Linked DNA regions of Anser cygnoides: all the other regions are linked to region 1. Evidence: chromatin contacts called from public Hi-C data. All regions are on one chromosome and are shown on one strand. The core of a region is the stretch at or near the end of the contact, and the rest is flanking DNA. Distances in the headings are between cores, read along the strand shown. Region 1 holds the start of BTBD6 (BTB domain containing 6). Region 2 overlaps BRF1 (BRF1 RNA polymerase III transcription initiation factor subunit). Region 3 overlaps BRF1 (BRF1 RNA polymerase III transcription initiation factor subunit).

What was found. A called contact is a pair of places that touch in the nucleus more often than the background predicts.
Region 2: a contact with region 1 is called in a Hi-C map of liver, with 3 times the contacts expected there. The contact joins the enhancer-like site here to the promoter of BTBD6 in region 1. A contact is called at or near these places in 2 of 7 Hi-C or Micro-C datasets (both in liver).
Region 3: a contact with region 1 is called in a Hi-C map of liver, with 3 times the contacts expected there. The contact joins the enhancer-like site here to the promoter of BTBD6 in region 1. A contact is called at or near these places in 4 of 7 Hi-C or Micro-C datasets (granulosa cells and liver).

The regions. Positions count from the first base shown.
Region 1 is chr5:58,920,668-58,923,872 of Taihu_goose_T2T_genome, reverse strand. It overlaps BTBD6 (BTB domain containing 6), which reads right to left and starts at 1,493. Exons shown (of 5, transcript XM_048080665.2): 1 at 1,130-1,493; 2 at 500-791; 3 at 288-378. The coding sequence starts at 702. The region is part of intron 2 of BRF1 (BRF1 RNA polymerase III transcription initiation factor subunit); the gene reads left to right.
Region 2 is chr5:58,955,341-58,958,115 of Taihu_goose_T2T_genome, reverse strand. All of the region lies in intron 2 of BRF1 (BRF1 RNA polymerase III transcription initiation factor subunit), which reads left to right. Among named protein-coding and RNA genes, the nearest start is that of BTBD6, 34 kb to the right of the region's middle. Within about 2 kb of position 1,250, at least 1 of the 3 cell types and tissues checked has open chromatin away from gene starts, as enhancers often do. A contact at or near this core is called in liver, where this site is marked.
Region 3 is chr5:58,976,833-58,979,643 of Taihu_goose_T2T_genome, reverse strand. The region is part of intron 2 of BRF1 (BRF1 RNA polymerase III transcription initiation factor subunit); the gene reads left to right. Among named protein-coding and RNA genes, the nearest start is that of BRF1, 27 kb to the left of the region's middle. Within about 2 kb of position 1,508, at least 1 of the 3 cell types and tissues checked has open chromatin away from gene starts, as enhancers often do. A contact at or near this core is called in liver, where this site is marked.

The DNA of each region.
Region 1 (3,205 bases), core at 244-2,743:
GAAGCCTCAGTACCGTGCGTCTGTGATGACTGAGCGTGCTGGCTCTTGATAAGAGCTACACTTAGGGAAAGTTAAAAGCTGCAGCTGAGGCAGGCGCCCGCCTTAGACAGTTCCCTTTAACTGCCATATATGTGAATTACTTCTGGGATTAGGCAAGAAGGATAATTAAGAAAAAAATGGAAAAGAGTTGTCATGGGGGTGGGGTAGAGAGGGGATATACTCAGCAGCATCACAAAAAGTGGGGGGGGGGGGGGGGGGGGGGAACAAAAATAATGCTCCGCACAAACCTTATGGGCAGGAACTTTCTTGGATGCCCCTGGCGGGCCCACGATGAAGTGGACGTCAGCCATGAGTTCGTTATTGAACATCAGCGCGTTCCTGCAAGCGAGGGGAAGGGAGGGAGGTGTGGAGGCCGCTCTGGGGCGGGCAGCCCCCCGTCGCCCCCCGAAGCCACCAGCCCGGCGGCGGGGCCGGTTGCCCCTTGTCCCTCGTCCCTTACCTCTCGCGCAGCGTGGGGTGGAAGGACTGCCAGTTGGCGCTCTCCAAGTTGTTGTTGTTGAGGTTCTGGAGCTGGGGCGGCGGGGGCGGCTGGGCGCTCTGCTGGAGCTGCAGCGCGTTCTTCTTGCTGTTGGCAGCGGTGGCGGCGGCGTTGCTGTTGGCGATGTTGGTGTTGGCGCTGGCAGGGTAAAGTTCTGCAGCCATCTTCTTCTTCAGGGCCAGGGGCACTATCTCATAGCATCCTGGCACCTTGCCGTTTGGCCTCACGCTCTTTTTGGACTTCTTTAAGGTCTCTGGAAGCAGAAGAAAAAAAGTCAAACACTTCATGATCCTGCCATTGAGGCAACCATGGGGCAGTGGCATGAGCAAGAGAACTAACAGATCCCAAGCGCAGGTCCCGCTAGCAGGAGACGCGGTTCGCTTCTAGGTGCGGGGTGACCTCTTTTTTTTTTTCCTCCTTTCTTTTTCCTCTTTTTTTCTCCTTGGCTCCAAGGGGGGCTGCCCAGCCTCCGCGCCGCCGCCACGACTGCAGCGAGCAGGGCTGGCAGGCAGCTCCTTCCCCCCGAGGAAAAAAAATATATTTAAAAAAAAAAATAGAAAAATAGAAAAAAAAAAAAAACCAAGCACACACCACCGAAAAAGCCACAGATCCAGCAGAGCAGACGCAGGGTTGAGGAGCGACAGTCAGTCCCCGGGTCCTCCAGCCGCTACAGCCCGCCGAGGCGCAGCCACCCGCCGGCTCCCCGCTGCTGCTGCGAACGATCGCGCCCGGCTCCGTCCTTCCCCGCCCGGCGGCGGCGGCTGCGGGGGCACATCGGCGGCGGGGCAGGGGCAGGGGCCGGGCCCGGGGCGGCTCCGGCTGCCCCGCACCAAGTTTCCTCCTCCTCGCCCCGCCGCGGGGGCGTCGCTGCCCCTCGGCGCTCCCCTCACGGCGGCGGCGGGACGCGGCTCGGCCCCGCTCGGCTCCCTTCGGCTCCGCTCGGCTCTGCCGGGCCCTGCCTCCGCCTCCCGCCCTAATAGGCAGCGCCGCGCCGCGCGTCACGGCCGCCCCCGCCAATCCGGGGAGCCGGGGGGAGCCGCCCCCCCCCCCCCCCTCCTCCTCCTTCCCACCCTTCCCCAGTCTCCGACGCCCGCCTGGGGGCGCAGAGCGGCCGGGGCCGTGCGCAGCGCCGAGCACCGCCGAGATGTGCCGAGCGCTTCCGAGCGCAGCCGAGATGTGCCGAGGAGAGCCGAGCGCGGCCGAGCCGGCCCCGCCCCGCCCCGCCGCACTTCCCGGCCGCACCGGGCGGGGGCGCCGCTGCCCCGCGCTGGGGCGGGGGGGGGTGGGATGGGGTGGGATGGGGGGGGTGGGATGGATGGGATGGGCTGTGCGGACCGGGGGGGGGCCCGGGGCCTCCTCCCGGAGCCTTTCTGGCGGGTACTGCCCCCACACCCCGGTTTCCCACTTTAGTTTTCCCTTTTATTTCCACCCCCCTTTAATTTTTCCCCATTTATTTTTTCCCACTTTACTTTCCCCCCTATTTTTCCCACTTTATTCTTTCCCCCTATTTTTTCCCCCTTCAACCCCTCCCTTTATTCCCCCTCTTTATTCCCCCCCTTTATTTATCCCCTTTATTTTTTCCCCCGTTTATTCTGCCCTTTATTTTTTCACCCCATTATTTTTCCCCCTTTATTTTTCTCCTTTTATTTATTTCCCCTTTGTATTTTCCCCCTTTTTTCCCTCTCTCCCCCCCCCTTTTTTTCCCCTTTTCTCCCCCCCCTTTTTACCCCTTTTCTCCCCTCTTTTTTCCCCCTGTTTTTTCCCTCTTTATTTTTTCCCCTTTATTGATTTCCCCCCTTTTTTTTCCTACATTTATTATTTCATCACCCTGAGGCCCTCACAGTGCCCCCTCCTCGCTCCCCCCGTGCTCCTCGCCCGCCCTGCAGCCCCGTTACTGCCGGGGAAGGCTCTCTTAAACACTGCACTGGGAGTTTTTCACTCTTCCTGCCACTTCTGCAGGTGGGATAGGGAGCTGCGCCTTTCCTTAAAAATAAAATAAAATAAATAAATAAATAAACCCATTTGCGTCGCAGCCCCCGTTGCGGAAAGCCGGTTTTGCCCCAGCCGAAGCAGCAGCCCCTGAGCGAGGACCTGAGCCCCTGGGGACAGGGGGGGCTCCTTGGGGCGCAGCGCGGTGCTGGGCTGCTGCAACTTGGGTTGAACCCCAGAAGGGTTCGTTCGCCCTGCTTTGGGTTTAGCAGCATCTTAAGAAGTCTTTGTTCCTATTTTTTTTCGGCCCATGCCGGAGATGGTCGTGTTAGCTTTGGCCCGACGTTTAATTTATGTATTGGTAGCTTTGCATCCTGGCCATTTATGGCCTCTTTATGGCTTTTCGCTTAAAAACCGTCCGTGTATTCATTTTCTGACTGGTAGCTTTCAGAACTTGAATTAACGACGTGTAATGTTTTGGCAAATGACCCGTGGGCACGAGCGCTGGCAGAGACCTCAGAGCAGCCGCCACGCGGACCTGCCTCGGTGCTCCCCGATCCCAGAGGGGGCCGAGGAGCCCCCACTGCAACCCCTGTCCTTGGCAGGAGCCGGGTCCCTGCCCCAAAACAGGCAGCTGGGGGCAGAGCAGGCACCGGGGGGCTTTGGGTGCCAGGCACCCATCGCTCCTGGAAGCGCTTCTTCTCCTATTTTGGGTTTGTTTCTGATAATTTTATAAAC
Region 2 (2,775 bases), core at 1-2,500, 34 kb before region 1:
TTAGAGGAAAGAGATAACACGGAAGAAGATGCAATGAGCAGCATTTTTAGAGCTTAAAGATAATGCCTTGATTTTGGGTGGCCCAAGTGAGTGGAGTGACTGGAGTCATAGAGGCAAGAGAGATTAGATTGGAACAGATTAGCCTTTAAAATGGAAGACAGTGCATTTAAAATAAATATATATGATGGTAGAAGGAGCAAAGTATGTACTTGTCCTGGGGAGTTAGTCAAATATAGCCAGGGGCTGAAGTGATGAGAAATGGTGGTGTGTACTCACCAGTGGCAGGACCAAAGGAGTGGGAAGCGTTTGGAGGGGGAGAATAGGATTTAATTGTCTGCATTGAACTCAGTTTGAGGGAATGGAATGTATTTATCTTATGTGGATATCTGCTTATTCTTCTTTTTTCATAATGTACGTGTTGCCAGCCAGCCTCTGTGAAAATGTGAGGGAAACTCTAGCCAAGTCTGCTGGTGCAGTCTGAATTATGCCTGAATAATCTCAGCCTGAAACAGAAAAACATTAAGTTCTTCTTGTTTCTTATGTGTTGTTTAATTAATAGCAAAATGCAAAATATTCACGTAATACAAATAAAAGTTTGTTTTCTTTAAGTTATAGAACTATTTTTTCAGCTTCAAAAATGATTACAAGTACAGCTTTTATTTACAGTTCTTTGGAAAGATTAATACTCCATCTGAGATCCGAGTTCATTTTACATCAGTTTATGGCTTTTAGCTTATTTGACACACAAACCCACAATGCAGTAACTTTGACATGGCTTTTCCTTTACCTTGTTTATGTTACTTGTCAGTGTTAATGCTCCAAAGGAAGATGGCTTACTAGCCATTAGCTGGATTTGGGAGGGGTTTCATCCTTTGGGCGAGCTACCTATCAAAGCTTTAATTTATTATTCTCTTTATAAAACATGTCTGTGTAATCAGTGTCAGAGAAAAAGAAAAGAAAAATAAAAATCCGTATGAAGGGGTTACTGGTTTTAAACCATCAGGTCTGACGGAGCCGGTTGCCGTACTGCTGGGGCTGAGCAGCTCTGAGCACTTCCAGCGACATCTGACTTCAGCTGGCACTGCGAGCGCTCGGGGCACCGCCGACTACGGCTGGTAATTTGTTTCTTGGAATAGTAACAGTCCTCGGTTGTTTCTCTTTAATGTTTTGAACAGCTTTTCCACCCCTACATATGTTTGAATGGAAACAAAGGGCTCTTTCGTTGGTCCTGCTGTTCCCGAGAGGGAGAAGTTGGGAAGCGCCAGGCCGCGCTTGGAGTGACTTAGGGCCGGGCCGCAGGCTGCGGCTGCCCCGGGGTCACCCAGAAACAATGGGAGGCTGGCTAGGGCTTTCCAGGTGGGATATCGGTTTGTTTAAATTGAGGCACATTTCATTTTGTTTGTGATCCTTTTTACTACGTGCAACTGCGATAAAAAACTGTACGACTGTCCATGATTTTGTTTGTAATATTTTCCGATGCTACCACCTGGGCTTTTTATGAGTAACATTTTGCATGGTAAATATCTTTTATCTCCATCACCACCCTTTTTTCCTTTTTTTTCCCCTTTGATGCTCTTTGGAAAATGCACCCTTAGCTGTAAACCAAATCCTGTCATATTAGACCTTAGTAAATAAAACCTTTTCCACATCAGAGGAGTCCTCACAAAGTTCCCTCACCAGCTATCTTGTGTAAATATCCCAGTGTTTGCCTGCAGAGGTAAGTTCAGGGCAGGTTTTTCCCCTGGGGCAGCCTTCTCAGCTTGATGTTGTCCATGTTATTCAGGTGGCTTCAGCGGTGTTTTGTAGTCAGAGGAAAGACGTGGGCTCCCCCCGTGGTCAGTGCAGGGTAGCCAAATGAGACCTCTCTGGATTGTTCATGGAGAGCCTTTCTGCCAAACATTGAAGAAAAACACCTCTTAAATGTAAGCGCTGGGAGTATAAGGCTGACAGGAGAAAGTTTGGTGCCTTGGTTTCTTGTGTGCAAGCTTGTGCTGGGTTAGAAAGTGTCAGGCACTTTTCCTACCCTGTTTCCTCTGCCCCCGAGCCACCCTTTTGTTTGAGGAAAGATCATGGAGGCAATGCAGGATGCCAGCAGGCAAGAAGGATTTGGAAAAAAAACCTGGGCATCTCCTCACTGAATGGGGCAGTACTTTGTTATTTCCTATTTGTCTGCAGTACTTGCACTCTATTGCCAAGCTATTTGAATGCCTCCCGGTTTAATGTGTTTATTTTCATGTCACAGTAAGGGAAGTTGAGAGTATTTATCTTCATTTTCCAGGTGCAGAACTGAAGCTAAGTGACACATTCAAAGTTACCCAGAAAATCTGAGATGGAGTAAGGAATTGGTTTCTTTTCTCCTGGATTAGGCGCTAGCCACTGAACCTTTTCCCCTTTTTGGATTTTGCAAGAGGTGTTCAGCTGATTTCCCTGAGAGCAGCATCAGGTTCTGTTGGCTTCCATACTGTTCATGGGAAGCTTTGTGTAACCTCACCATGAGAGCCTTTGATGGATACATTCTTTGTTCCCCTGCTAACACTTCAAGGTCCATCTTAGAAGGAAGTCTTGCCCTTTTCCTTGCTTTATTAGAAATGAAAAATTAGATCTCCAGCAATCTGTTGACCTCTGCTAAGCTTCCTGGAAGCCAGCAGGCCCTAATGTTCCCAATTAAAAAGTTAACTTTTGAAATTAGATTTTCTAATCAACAAAATTTCAGAACTCTAGTTAGGGAAGTTAATAAAAATGGTTTCTATTTCTCTTTGGTTATGGGCTGTCTTT
Region 3 (2,811 bases), core at 259-2,758, 56 kb before region 1:
TTCATTTCACGATCCCTAAGGATTTTTTCAGCAACATGTATTAGCTGTTCTGAGATACTTCACTGGAACAGCAGTAAAGTAAAATTCTTAATGCGTTAGGACCAAAATGCTAATTCTGTTTATATATTAATCAATTAGAATATATAGCATACATGACATTCAGTTTGATTTTTCAAGTGATTTTAATAACTTAGGCGTGGCTGTTTCTAATTCTGAGGTGGCCTTTCATCTGTATGAACTATAAACCAAACCATTAAATAAACAGTTCATTAACCTGTTATACTCTAACATTTGAATGAATTCCAGAATTTTACTAAATTGGCTGTTACCGTGTCAAGAGCTTTTCCCCTTTTACCAGCAGAAGTCAGGTGTTAGAGCCGAGTTTAGCTCTTTCTTTAGCAGAATCATAAAATGTTACTATTTACTGATAAAAAGTGCATGTATTTCTAATTGAAAAGAATCCAAATTATACAGAACCAGAACTAAAATGTTTTTTCTATGCTGATTACTGTACCTTAACTTTGCCATACAATTTTCTTAAGGTGCTCACTAAGGTCGCCAGGTGGTGCTGTTACACACTGATAAAAGCGCTTGTTAATAAAGCTCAAATTCTAAAAGAAAATGCCGTTGTCGTAATTATTCAACTGTAATTTCATGGGAGGAGTGGCAAGAAAGTTTTTTTCTTTAATCATGTCTTTAAATTAGAGCTCTTCCTGAGAATTTTGGTTTTGCTCTTCTGGCTGCTCAGTGTGAAACTTCCCACGTTGTTGTTTAGGACCATTTCTGCTGTAAAAAAGGGATAATGTGTGTGGGATAATGCAAGAGGTTGCGTGCTGGGTGTGTGGGACCGTATCTGGGCTGTAGCCTAGGTGATTTCTACTTGGGTGATGAGCTTATGAAGTTTCTCATTAGGTAATGAGGGAGGATAACATGCAAGTACTGCATGTTTTATCAAAGGTTGAAGAATGAAGAGCGATGTCTCTTCATAAGCTGAAAATAACTGGTTTCCTGAATAGCATTTAATTTAATCTTCAGTTTTTGAAAGACAAGAACTCCAGCCTGTTATGGGAGGAGGCTCCTTACAAAAAAAAAATCAGGCTATGTGACTTTTTTTAATATGTTCAATACATGTCATGTTCCCCTTCTTTTTTCTAGGAAAAAACCAAACAACTTCATACATCCAAAATAGTCATTTTTTCTAAAGTCGTATACTAGTTAACGTTGTAAAGAAATTTTCTTTTTCTCCAAAGGTTTTGTGGAAGTGCCTATTCGTGGATGAACTGTGAAATGGGAAAAAAAGTTGCAAACTGTTCCTTTGAGTGAAGATTTGTAGTGTCGTTTTGTACTCAAGTAATTGAATAATTTGGACAATACGGACAATTAAATACTAGGCCATGTAGACTAAACCTAAGTACTGTCAAATATGTAGGTAAAATGAAGGAGGGTTAAGTAATTGTGGGAGGGAAAAGGTTGTCAAAGGATATCTCTCCTGAAGGCATTAGCGTGGCTATCACTTTAGTTGTGACTTCCTACCCTGAGAATGTAACACTTCAAAAATGAATTGTATTGCTTCACACATTAATTTTTTATTTTTTTTTACTACTCATTGATTAGTTTCTGATAGAAATTACAAGCAAATGATAATTTATAAAGCAGAGAAAAAGTACGTATCTTCTTGAACCCAAGCTGCAGCGTAGGTAAGAAGTTAGGTTCAGCATGCTTAAACCTGTTTTTGAGCTGTGCTCTTTAGACCTCCTCTGGATGTCAGCAGGAGCTGTGTTTGCTTGGCATTGTTCTTTGGGCTCCCAAATATGTATCTAGAAGTCTGGCTTTAATCACCTAGATTTAAAGCCTTTATACTGTTAAAACAAAGCTGTCCCAAACAAACACAGCATAAATTAAGTGAAAAGGTAATTGATTGCTTAGCTGTTCTAAAGTCAGGTCAGATTACTCCTGCTTCAACTGAAAGAGGCTTCTCTTAAGTTTGAGCAATAGCAAAATCAAACAAACGTGGATCTTTCTTCAAAGAAAGGTCATTAGCACTGAATGCAACTAAGCAAGTGGCTAATTACGTTCAACTCTGTGCTTCCCTGAGAAATATGCTGATGAGCCTGTAATTTTTCTTTAACAAAATCAATTAGAGTTTGGATTTTTAGCGTTAGGCAGTATATTTTTTCCTTCATGTACTCGGAAACTACACAGTTGATCATTAGTACTTTTGGGCAGTATATTATGAGATGTGTAATGTTGAGGAAGCAGTTTAGGATCTTAGTTCCAGATTTCAGGGGTATACACAGAGCTGGGTTCTGGTACCGGGATTAGACACGGGTTCTTGTGTATGGTTGTCACACACTAGAGAGAATGCATACGAATATTTACGTCTGTACCTTATCTGTACTGTTTGACTTCCATAAGTCATTATTCAGGGAAAATGTTCCATGCCATTTTTATGGTGGGAATCATGAACTTAGTATTGCTCCAAAGGGAGCTGTGCAGGGTTCAGTAGCCCATTTAGGATGAATTTCTGAGAACGGGTAGCTTTCCAGAATATGGAATAGCTCTCCAGAAACCAAGCAGTAGGTCTGGTCTGAGGTCGTACTGAGCTACTTTGGTGGTCATACAGAACGTGCTAAACCTGAAGGTCACCTCTTCCCTGTCCTTTCAGAACTGATGTATAAGACACAGAGAACTGATGTATAAGACACAGCCATCTTTGGTGCTCTGGCCTTTTGGGAAGCATCACGTTGCCTTGTCTAAAAGGGAGACGTAAACACTGCAGAGTCTCGTGGGGCATAGCGCTGGTGCTAACCA